2 separate regions of the Capsicum annuum genome follow, and region 1 is linked to region 2. The links are chromatin contacts, called in public Hi-C maps. All regions are on one chromosome and are shown on one strand. The core of a region is the stretch at or near the end of the contact, and the rest is flanking DNA. Distances in the headings are between cores, read along the strand shown.

The links. A called contact is a pair of places that touch in the nucleus more often than the background predicts.
Region 1: a contact with region 2 is called in a Hi-C map of leaf, with 2.4 times the contacts expected there. The contact joins the enhancer-like site here to the promoter of LOC107873056 in region 2. A contact is called at or near these places in 3 of 5 Hi-C or Micro-C datasets (leaf, pericarp and placenta).

What each region holds. Positions count from the first base shown.
Region 1 is chr6:164,623,686-164,629,073 of UCD10Xv1.1, forward strand. LOC107874123 (ISWI chromatin-remodeling complex ATPase CHR11) reads left to right here. Exons shown (of 25, transcript XM_047414941.1): 22 at 1-37; 23 at 120-335; 24 at 407-508; 25 at 822-1,295. The coding sequence ends at 839. Among protein-coding and RNA genes, the nearest start is that of LOC107874123, 12 kb to the left of the region's middle. Within about 2 kb of position 3,791, at least 5 of the 5 cell types and tissues checked have an H3K27ac peak or open chromatin away from gene starts, as enhancers often do. A contact at or near this core is called in leaf and pericarp, where this site is marked.
Region 2 is chr6:164,298,527-164,304,527 of UCD10Xv1.1, forward strand. It overlaps LOC107873056 (lipase), which reads right to left and starts at 3,306. Exons shown (of 10, transcript XM_016719761.2): 1 at 2,951-3,306; 2 at 1,835-1,908; 3 at 1,396-1,461; 4 at 1,235-1,282; 5 at 1,085-1,152. The coding sequence starts at 3,017. It overlaps LOC124899729 (a long non-coding RNA gene), which reads left to right and starts at 3,365. Exons shown (of 2, transcript XR_007057245.1): 1 at 3,365-3,614.

The DNA.
Region 1 (5,388 bases), core at 2,541-5,040, 330 kb after region 2:
AGGAAAGCTGTATAACGAGGAGTGTGATCGTTTCATGGTGAGTTGACTGAAATTCAAAGGTTGACTTTTAGAATTTAACCCACCATCAGGTAAAATGATTATTGTGGTTATTTTTATAGATATGTATGGTTCACAAGCTTGGCTATGGAAACTGGGATGAGCTGAAGGCTGCATTTCGCACATCACCCTTGTTCCGTTTTGATTGGTTTGTGAAGTCTCGTACCACTCAAGAACTTGCCAGAAGATGCGATGCACTTATTCGGTTGATTGAAAGGGAAAATCAAGAATTTGACGAGAGGGAGAGGCAGGCACGCAAAGAAAAGAAGCTTGCGAAGGTTAAATAGCAGCCTCTTGACTCATTTCTTGGAGGTAAATAGGATTGATGCTAATTTTTCTATTTCGACAGAACATGACCCCATCAAACCGCACTTTGGCAAGACAGGCTGCTGAAAGCCCTTCTGCTCTGAAGAAGCGGAAGCAATTGTCAATGGATGACTATGTCAGCTCAGTACGTATTTCTTTTAATTTATTCTTCCTCTGGTTACAATACTGTTTATGAGTTCCATATTTGTGAGTTCCATATCTGTGTATAACCATCATTTTCAGCTCAGTAAGTATTTCTTTTAATTTATTCTTCTTTCGGTTAAAGTACTGTTTATGGGTTCCGTATTTGTGTATAACCAGTAAGTACTTACACACTCTACTTCATCTGAGGTAGTGGTATGGACTGCTTACACTTTACCCTCCCCAGACCCCACTTTGTGGGAATACATTGGTATGTTGTATATTTGTGTATAACCATCATTCTTTCCTTTCTCCAGGGAAAGAGGAGAAAATGAGATTAGAAATGAGTACAAAGATGAGGAGGTTAGCTGTGGCTGGTTGGGACCTCAAAGTGGAAGGGAAGATTATTTTTTTCGTGATCCCATCATCTGGTGTTTTATTCAGAACGACATTTGATGCTCTATCTCCTTGCCCTGGCAATCATTGACTCAAGGGCATTGAAATTTCCAGGATGCCATCTGACTGGTAGAGAAATGAAAGATACTTGGTTTATAATTTGTTAGTCCGACAAAAAGCAAGTCCACCAGGCTTGCCCCAACTCCTAAGCTGTAACTACATTTCTAATGCAGATATTCATAACAATTTGTTATTTATAATCCCGCTGGAGTTCATATAACCACTACATAGATAGTCAGGGATACACTTTATTATATTTTACTTTTTAGGAAGCAACGTTTGCAGTATGTGTGCTTTTCTGCTATATATACAGTTGCCATTTCTTGAACCATTTATATTTTGTTTCAACTGGCTTGTACCTGACTGGTTTGGTAGCATAGAAGTGGTGATTAATTTACAAGGATTGAAATGCCAATCAGAGGAGATTATCTGCCTGTCTCCGCCAAAAATCTGTTGAAGCTTGCTTGAAAAGGTATGTAAGCAGAGTGTCTAGTCATTCACAGAATCACTGGCGTTGAAGGTGTGTACCAGGCAGAGGCAACTTTTGTTGGCTGTGGTTTCGGGTATGCCTGGGGGATTTCATTGGCTATGTTATTGATGCTGTTGTTGTTGTGGTTTCGGGTATGGAAAAGGAAGTGGAGAATACTTTGTGAGGATTGATGTAGGTAGTCCAGTTTGGAACCACATGGTTGGTGATTATGGCAGTGATAATTGACATTTCAAATTTGCTGTCTCCTTTCCACGCCAAACCCACCAGGCCCTCCACCCTAAGCCTGCATCCTCGGTGTTTCTTGGAGTACATGTAAATGCTATTGGAAGAACAATATTTGTTTGCTTTACCATTAAACACTAGAAAATAAATGAGAAAAAATTTAGTTTTCGGAAGAATATTTCCGTGCTAAAAACACCCTTCGTATATTTCCTTAGCTTATTATTCCTGTAAGCTACCAAACAAAGAACTCCCAAAAAAGGTAAAGACTTAACTTCCTCTCTTTATCTCTTTCTTTTCTATTTGTACTCATTGTACTGCATCTTTCCTTGGCATATGATCATGTTGTTACATTTATTATTTGTCTAGACAGTTACTATTCATAATTTTTTCAAGAGGCATTGTTTCTTATTATTCATGAATCTGATCGGTAAATCTTAGCATCGTACACTCGCTCAAAAACACAGAGAGAGGGAAACATTTTTTTTAAAAAGTTCTTCCTTCGTCTTTCTAGCTGTGTAATGCATGTTTACCAGTACTACAACAAGAAGCCAGTGAAATTTCACGAGAGGGTTTTGGGGAGGGGTGAGTTGAATGTGTGCAGACCTTACCATTACCTTGTGGAGGTAGAGAGGTTGCTTCTAAAAGACCCTCGGTTTAAGTGCAGTAAATTAAAGTAAAGGAAGAAAATGGTGGAGAAAGCATAACAACTAACAAGGGAAGCAAGAAAGAAGCAGAACAACAAAATAATGTGATAATTGAAATATAATAAACAACATGACTAGTATAAAGACAAACACGAACAAGCCTAAACCCTTGAAAAGCATAACAACACTTCACTTTCTAGTAACTTTCTACTTTAATATGCATCTTCCACATTTTCCTATTTGAGTTCATGTTCTATCTAATCACCTCTCCTCAATGCTCTCGCTCGGACATATGCACATATTTTTTTCATATGGCCAACCCATTTTAACCTTGTTTTCCTCATTGTGTTCACCATGGAGGCCACTCCAACCTTATCCTAAATATCCGCACTCCTAATTACTCCTAGTAAACCCACACATCCACCTCAACATCTTTTTTCCGCAACAATGCATGTTTACCAGTAAAAACAACAAATTGTTGCATCGATTTCTTCCTTATTCCCTTTGCTTTCTCAAGTAATTAGGTGCGTGAATATAGAATTAATATGTATGTAATATGCATCTCTTAGTAATTTCCTTTTTCTTGGTGGAGGTATATATCTATTTTTATCTGCTAATTAATGTCCGATCAATCGATTTTCCTCTTATTCGAGCATCGAAAGCACTTCACGTGTATGTGGCACATTCCCCCACACAGTTAATTTCCTAACCTGACCGTATATAAAATGACAAATCATATCATGTGCTCATATCTTTTTAACTAGATAAATACGCATATTTTGACTGTGTAAATTTCATCTGCTGCCTTCTAAAATTGATGGAATATTATTTATAGATAGACATGAAACTTTATTGCAAGCAACAAGTAAAACTCCGACCTTTGGAGATGTACTAGGGCCATATATGGGTAGCGAGTTGCCCAAAATTTAGTTCTGTGACCCTTTAGTAGGACATAAACTCGTAATCAAATTCCAAGAGCATATTGCATCAGTAAGTATAAAACAATGGAGCATTTTTAAAGTTCGGATCAACATGACTTGGATTCAAATGTGTGACAAAAAAGTCGATCAACTTACACACACCTCGACTAATTTCACATTATATCTACCATTTTTCACTAAAAATCTAAAGAGATTAGGTATAATTTGAGGAGATATAATGAGCAATTCATTCAGTCAAATTACCCTTTTACCTAATGCTGTTAGGATAATTCACTTGCTTTTTTTTCTGCCTTATAAATTCAATTATCAATCTTTAATTCGGATTTAGGTTAAACCACTAACAGACTAACAGTACCCACTGCTCTCATCAGTAAGTGATTGTAAAATTCTATATCCTTATTCTCCCTTTGCATTTCTGCTTAGTTGAGTGAAATGTGGATCGAATATTTGTACTACATTGGACCACAGAAAGATCCCAATTGGATAAAACCAATCCAACTGATCATATGCTTAATTCCCATTGGATTGATCTCTTTCTACAATTGGGAATTTAATCTAGATTTTTCTTACCCCACTTGATTCTCTGTATACCTAGCTAGCTAGCTTTCTTCCACATTTCCTTTATTTCTTGTCTAATACTAATAATAACAATGACAAGAAAAACAAGAAGAGTGAACTATCGTAGACGAGAAAAGCCGTACAATAACACGTCCTTTTTCATTATGGGATAAGAATCTTTTTTTTTCTCCACTAATAGTCTGATAGATCTTAAATTCTAAATTGAAATGAATTTCCCTTTAATATCATGATAATCAAAGAAATGACTTTTAAATCTAACTCAATTACAAAAATTAATTCACGAAGGAAAGACTATTCAAACACCGAGAAAAGTATCAAGTACTTCCTAAAGTTGTCATGTTTTATTTATGGTATACCTAAACTTTGAGTTGTTTTAAGTACCCTCCCGAACTTGTTGTTTTAGTACGTCGCATGACCCCAGAGGCAGAGCCAGGATTTCAACGAAGGGGGTTCCATATTCAAAGAAAATTTAGGATTTCAACTAAGGGGGTTCCATAGTCAAAGAAAACTTAGTTGAAAGGGGTTCAACACCTACTATAACCACAAGAAAATAATTTTAATCATGTATAAATAGTATATTTTTCCATCGAAGGGGGTTCAGCCGAACCCCCGAACAGAAGGCTGGCTCCGCCCCTGCGTGATCCTTTTTAACCTACGTGGCAAAATGTGTGATTTCAAACTCCATCACGCACGTGATAGAGTTGATTTTTTGCCAAATCAGCACCTTCCAACGAAAAAAATGAGAAAACCCCATTTCTATTTAATATTTTCAAAAACTTTAAAGCCTCCTCTCTTTTCTGTTCTTATTTATTATCCCTCTTCCTCCATCACTTTCAAAATATGTAAAAATAATTTTCTTTCAATTGCTTCTATTTTACCTACTTAAATTAGGGGTGTGCATCAATCAATTTAGTTCGATTTTTATATTATCGATTTTCGATTTTTAAATACTCTAAATCAATAACCAAACTATTAATATATTTTCTTATCGATTTTTGGTTTATCGACTTTTAGTCCTTAATGATTCGATTTTTAATTTAACTGATATGAAAATACTCATAAGATAGAAAAAGTAGTAACTAACATGAAAATAAATCGAATCTTAGTTGCAACCAAAATCGTACTTATATATTTATATATATATGGGGTGTAAAATAATAATTTAGTATAATCTTATTGGGTTATTAGTTTACCCAATAACCCAATAAAAAAAATCAAAATCGAACCAATGACCCAATAATTTTTTTATAAAATCATTAAAAAATTGTTAACCCAATAACGATAAATCAATAACATTTTTATCGGTTTGATTTTTGTACCAAACATGCTAACATCCTAAAATTGACATTCTGAATCTGCCGGCAAAGTTGAATTTTCTATCCGAGGTCATTTTGATCAAATGTGGGTCCCACACCCATATTTTTAATTTTCCAATTTTCCGATCAATAGGTCAAAATGAGCTTGGGTGCATCGGGACCCGAACCAAAGGTCTACCTAGCCTAAAATAGATATTCCGGATCTGCTGGCGTAGTCCATTTGGCCATCCACCGCA
Region 2 (6,001 bases), core at 2,056-4,555:
TATTAATTTCTAAATTAGACTACCTTGAAAATAGAATCAAATTAAAAAAGGAACTTACCGATTAAAAAAGATGCAAACTAAAAAGAGATCCAAAATGAGACCTAGAAATATGGGAAACTTTACGTTGTTACCTTCATATCTCATCTATTCTGTAAAAATTTTACACAAGATCCATACCTACTGACTAAATTAACCCTTTTAAGTATTTTGTTTTGAATTTGCATTGGATAAAACAACAAAAAGACCTCCAAGTATAGCTTGGTGCAGTAAAAGGTGTAATATTGTCCCTAAGAGCGTCTTGCATTGTCTGTCCAAAGTAGAAGCCGCTAATCAGAAAATTCCATTTCACACCACGAGTATCAGTCAAATGTTTTAACTTGCACAACTTAAAATACTTGAATAAACGGATAATTCTAGCAGTATCTCTGTCCGTCATCTAATTCAACAAACTCTGCTAGACCAACACGAGTTTGCTATATTATCATATCGGCTTACAAGCCCATAATAAAGTAAAAGATTGTATACATGCGGTTCATATTTTCCAAATTATTACTTTGCTAAGGATCTAACTTGCATGCAAACAGTTAAAAGATAAAAATATAATAATAACTCTTTGCTGCATGGTTTTATTAGATTGGTTATCAAAGCTCTTATGTCCACTGATTTATCATACAGGCGTTAAAACTTAAAAGTAGATAGCAGATTTTCCTTTCAAGAAAAATGGTTTTCAGCTGGACTTTCTTGCAAATGTAACGAAAATTTATTAAAGAATATAGCACCCAAAGAGTGCTATGGATAAGTAGTACAACCCCAACAATATGCATGTTAATTCCCTAGCTACATGTGAAAAAAACTAAATTAACCATCTATTTACTTCATGTACATATTCATTTTTACAGCAAAAGACTAAGAGAGCTAACGATCTATGCTTTTTGAGCTGAACTTATGTATGACAGTATGATATAAACTAGTCAGAATTATTATCTGCAGAATAAGACATTTTTTAACATTTTTTAATCACCATACAGTCAGATTAAACATGGGACCACATGGATGATGAGAACAGATCGGAGTAGAATGAAACCTGGTTGCCTGAGTGCCTCGGAAAGCTATTACAATGGCATTAAGATCTGGAGCCACCCCCACATATGCCTGCAATTGATATCAATAGTTAGAACCAAACTAGCGCCTCAGAATGAGAGCACAACATGCTTTTGCACTATTCGATATTCACCTGTAGACATAGCTTCACATCAACAATGAGATCTAAAATTTGAAACCCCTGCACAAGATGAAGCTTCGACAAATTAATCATATAAGAAAAGTACGGATGAAATTTGCATAAAGCTTCTCCTCAACCTGAAGAATCTATATATAACAATCTGAACAAAATACCTTCGTCAAATCATTACATCTGGGGCATGTCCAAGTAAACAGTTCTGTCAAATCTGACACATAGACCTACAAATACAGAGGTCATTTTTGTTATACTCTAGGTGATGAAAGTCCTCTCAACAAGAAAGTCACAAGTATGGACGTAATTGGTCCCCAATAAAACAGCCTGAACTAATGAAGTATGGATTATATTAACCACAAATCAAATGCAGAAAAATGAGTAAGAAGAGTTCAAGGAATATAAAAATTAAAACTACACAAAGAAACTGGAAATTTGGATTTCAGTCCATCGTTTATGGGTAAAGTCCAATTTTGGTCATCATGATATCCAGCCAAGCACATCAACCATTTATCAAAAAAAAAGTAAGCGATTAACCATCAATTAAAATATTTCTGACCTCTAACGTATTCGCTTATTTAAAATGTGAGAAAAACTCACCGTTGCGGCATATTCCACCAATATGGTGGCAAGAGTGTGATTGTAGATTGACCCTTGATCCTTCGCTTTAAGTTCTACAGCCAAAAAAAAATTAACTATAAGTAGTTATCTATAAATCTGTTGTCATTTATCACTTTGAAAATATGAAGTGTCTATGGAGAACTTATGTTTGCACCCAAAAGTGCATAACAAAGCAGACAATGCCTGTACAAGGATCTAGGTTGCTTTACTTGAAGCTTTAATTACCATTTGCACATAAGCATAGTTCAAAGTATCCATTGATACCACTACCTATCTCTTTATACATAGTGGGAATTACCTTGTCCAACTCGGTAACTCAACACAACAATAAGCTTGCAAAATATTTGAGACATGCCCAGTGTCTCAGCTGAACTATCCATATATGGATGTTTAAAATGCTATCTCAACTGAAAATATCAGTCTTGGTTCATAAATTTCATTAGATTTTTGTCTTCCTCTCATATCCTAAACCATTCCTAGCCCATTCTTTTCCCAGACATGAATGACGTCATCTTGGTTAAAAATGCATTACCAACGCCAAGAAGAGAAAAAACTCAATCAATTAACAGGCTAGGCAGTCCAGGTATGAGCAATGAAGGGCAGTATTAAACTTGGGTCTAATAGCAACTGTTTGAGAGGGTCTGGATTAGAGTTTATATATTAATCCAGATTATCTATTGCTTCATTGGTTATGTTTATCTTGCTATTTTGTTGTCTTTATTTTCCTTTCTATCATGATTTATCCACACTTGCCGTGAGCTAGATGTCTATTAGAATCAGCCTCTCTACCTCGCAAATATATGGGTAAGGTCCGCATACATCTTGTCCTCCCCAGACACCACGTGTGGATTATACTGGGTATGTAATTATTGTCTATTAATCCAGAAACAATCAAGAAAGAGAGAGAGTTGCTTAACAATTTATGTAGCAACTATTCAGCTTGACTAATTATACTGATAAAGTTTTTCGATATATTCTAATTATACATAATCTCATAGTAAATACAGTCGGATAAAAATGTACTGCACCCATAACTATAGCAAATTCAAAATTCAAATCAAAGTATGTGATTAGTATAAAGCAGTTTATAATTACCTCTAGCAGTTGAAGAGGCAATTAAGCACACAAATATAAGGCCTTTTAACATAATTATTCCATCCATAGCCTGTAGATTGAAGCGGAGAAGGAAGAACAAGGAACAAGGGGTCAACTAACTATTGGGCCTGGAATTATTACGCCAGTAGGCGATAGGTGCGTTTCGTGCCCCCGTCGATTCCCCCACTTTATATACTCCTAATACGTAATCTGTGGGACCCTGTCGCGTTCGGCCAACGCCCGTGATGCGGTGGTAAATAGAGCCACAGATGTTTTCTAGTTTACCGTTGGGTAATTTTGAGTATAATATATTTTTATTTTTAGTTGTTACATTTCTTTTCTTTTTTACTCTTTTAAGTATATTTTATTATTATTATTATTATTAACCATATATACAAGCCAATAATCAGAGGACGAACACTGCACCAACTAATTGTACGAAAAGGAACAAAAGTTGTACATTTAATGGGCATTGAAAAACTGTAAACGTTACTAAGTCCAACACGTGTACTGAAATATTTTCACTTTCTCTCTCCAGAGCATTACCTAAATCTTTTCCCTTCTCCTCTATTTCTTCTCTCACTCTTTCCCACCCAATGGAGCAAATGAATCTTATTCTCTACTTTTCAATTTGTCTAGATATGTACTGTATTTTTTAGTTCAGGTAAGTTTTCATTTATATTTCTTCGTCTAATTCACCAATTTTGCTGATAATGGGGCTTCAATAGCATCTGTGATTGTTGGTTCTTGAAGTTTTTGCACAGATATTTGTTAGTCGCATCGTCTACTTCAATCAGTGACCACAATTTAACCAGATTTCACAGTCGATGGTTAGAGAATTTGGTTAGTTTTTACTAGGAGTATACAGACTAAACCGTCAAGTTAAACCGAACCGACGAACCAAATCAAATCGAGAAAAAAATTCGACTTATGATTTGGTTTGATTGATTTGGCATTAGACAAAAAAAACCAACCATTCTTGGTTTAGTTTGGTGTTAACAAAAAAAAAGTTAAACCGAACCCAAATCAAACCGACATAAAAAATTAATTATAATCTACTTTTTCAACTAGTTTTAGTAATTGTCAATAATTTGAAAGTAGGTGTAGATATATATTTAGAGCTGAGTCTTTAAGTTGTAATATTTGTCCATTAATTGCTAATTAAATGATCAAAAATCCAATATAAACTTAAAACCTAAATTTTTCACTCTTCATCTCACTTTTTAGTTTCAAGAGAGTTTTCCACTTCTCATTTTTTCATAATTATGATTTTTCATTAGAACATGAGTGAAAACATATTTAATCTAGTTTTCGATCATAATATAATTATAAAAACTAAAGATTACAAAAAAGAAATCGAAAAAACCGAAAGAATCGAAAATCCAAAAAAAACGACTAAAACCTAAACCGAAAAAATAAATTTTTTGTTGGTTTGATTTGGTTTATAGTTTTAATAAACAAACATGATTGGTTTGATTTTATTTTAGTAAAAATTGAACCAACCCGACCCATGTACACCCCTAGTTTTTACAGTTATTAAAAAGGTAAAATACGCATGCAATTCATTTACAAATTTTGATTCCTTGAAATTTCTGGAAATATTTATTTTGAACTATAGTTTTCGTATTGTATATTCAATATGCATGCTATGTTGGTATATGATTTTCACATTGATGCACATGTGGTGTTTGATAATATGTCTGAAACATTAATTTCTTAGTAGTTTTTTCAATGTCCTAGCAAAAAATTGATTCCAAAATTGATGAAATGAGAAAAAAAGAATGGCAAAAGAACAAAGAGAACAGGCGATACATAGCAAAATCGACTTCAAATTGAAAAAATGAGAAGAAGAAAAATGACAAAAGAACAAAGAGGCTATCCTACTGTTGATATAGTAGAAGTATTGAGGTGTTGGACGCATGCCCTACAACGTGTTCATAAGCAATCCCTTCAATTGGTATGCTGATTCTATAAGTCCTGTTAAAACTCTATTTTTTCTCTCCGTAAAAGGCATGACAGAGCACACTGACCAACTCTTTTAAGGAAAATTCATTCAACATATCTTCTACAAAAAAAAAAGTGAGTTCAATTTAATTACTGCAATACATTATTGAATGCGTGGACAGAATAATAATATAATGTACAAGTGAAAAAATTAACAAGTTATAATTGAATTTAAGTTCTTTTTGTATTCAAATACCGCTTAATCACTTGCTTGAGGTAAAAGACAAGTATCACCTGAATTATACTCGAAATTGTTATGACATATCTAAATTTTACGGCGGTTCTATTATTGCTTAATTTCATTTTTTTGTATTTTATACTTTTTTTTGATAACGTGACTGCTAAATAACAGAATATTTATGTACTCCTTTTGTGCTGACTTAACAACCATATTTGCTTAAAAGTTAGCACACAAATACAGAAAGCATAAGTTTAGGGGTAAGAAACTTATAGCTGAAACTCTACTGTACTAACTTCATCTAGCTTATGTTTGGTTTTCTAATAAAGTTTAAATAGACTACGAATTCAGGTTGCATGAAAACATATACATATATATCGGCAAAAGCTAATAATGGAGAGGGTGGCTTTTTAAGAGTTCACATGATGGTGGTACTAGTGGTCATGCAGAGTCCTTGACCGCAACCCTTGTCGAACATAAACAACTCCTTACAAGTATACAGGTCTGATTGAACATCAATCTAATTTGTTTAAAGGAACAACATGCCTGCGACACTTTTTCTGAACTAGATCTGAACTTGATAAGGACAATATGGTAGTATCATTGTCCCAATTGATGTTTTGATACGTTTAGATATATGCTAAGTTAAGAATGTTATACTATCAAATGTTGAATCACTTTCATTTATTTAACCTGTAGATGTTTTCGTTGATTCTGGATATTGTCAATAGGTTTTGTGTTATTTGAAGTCTGCTTTATATCTTCTTAATAGAAAAATTAGAAGCAGATTTACATTTGATTCATGTTTATTAACAGAAATAAAGATGAGAACTGTGAAGAGTTAATACTTAATAACAAATCTAAAGAGA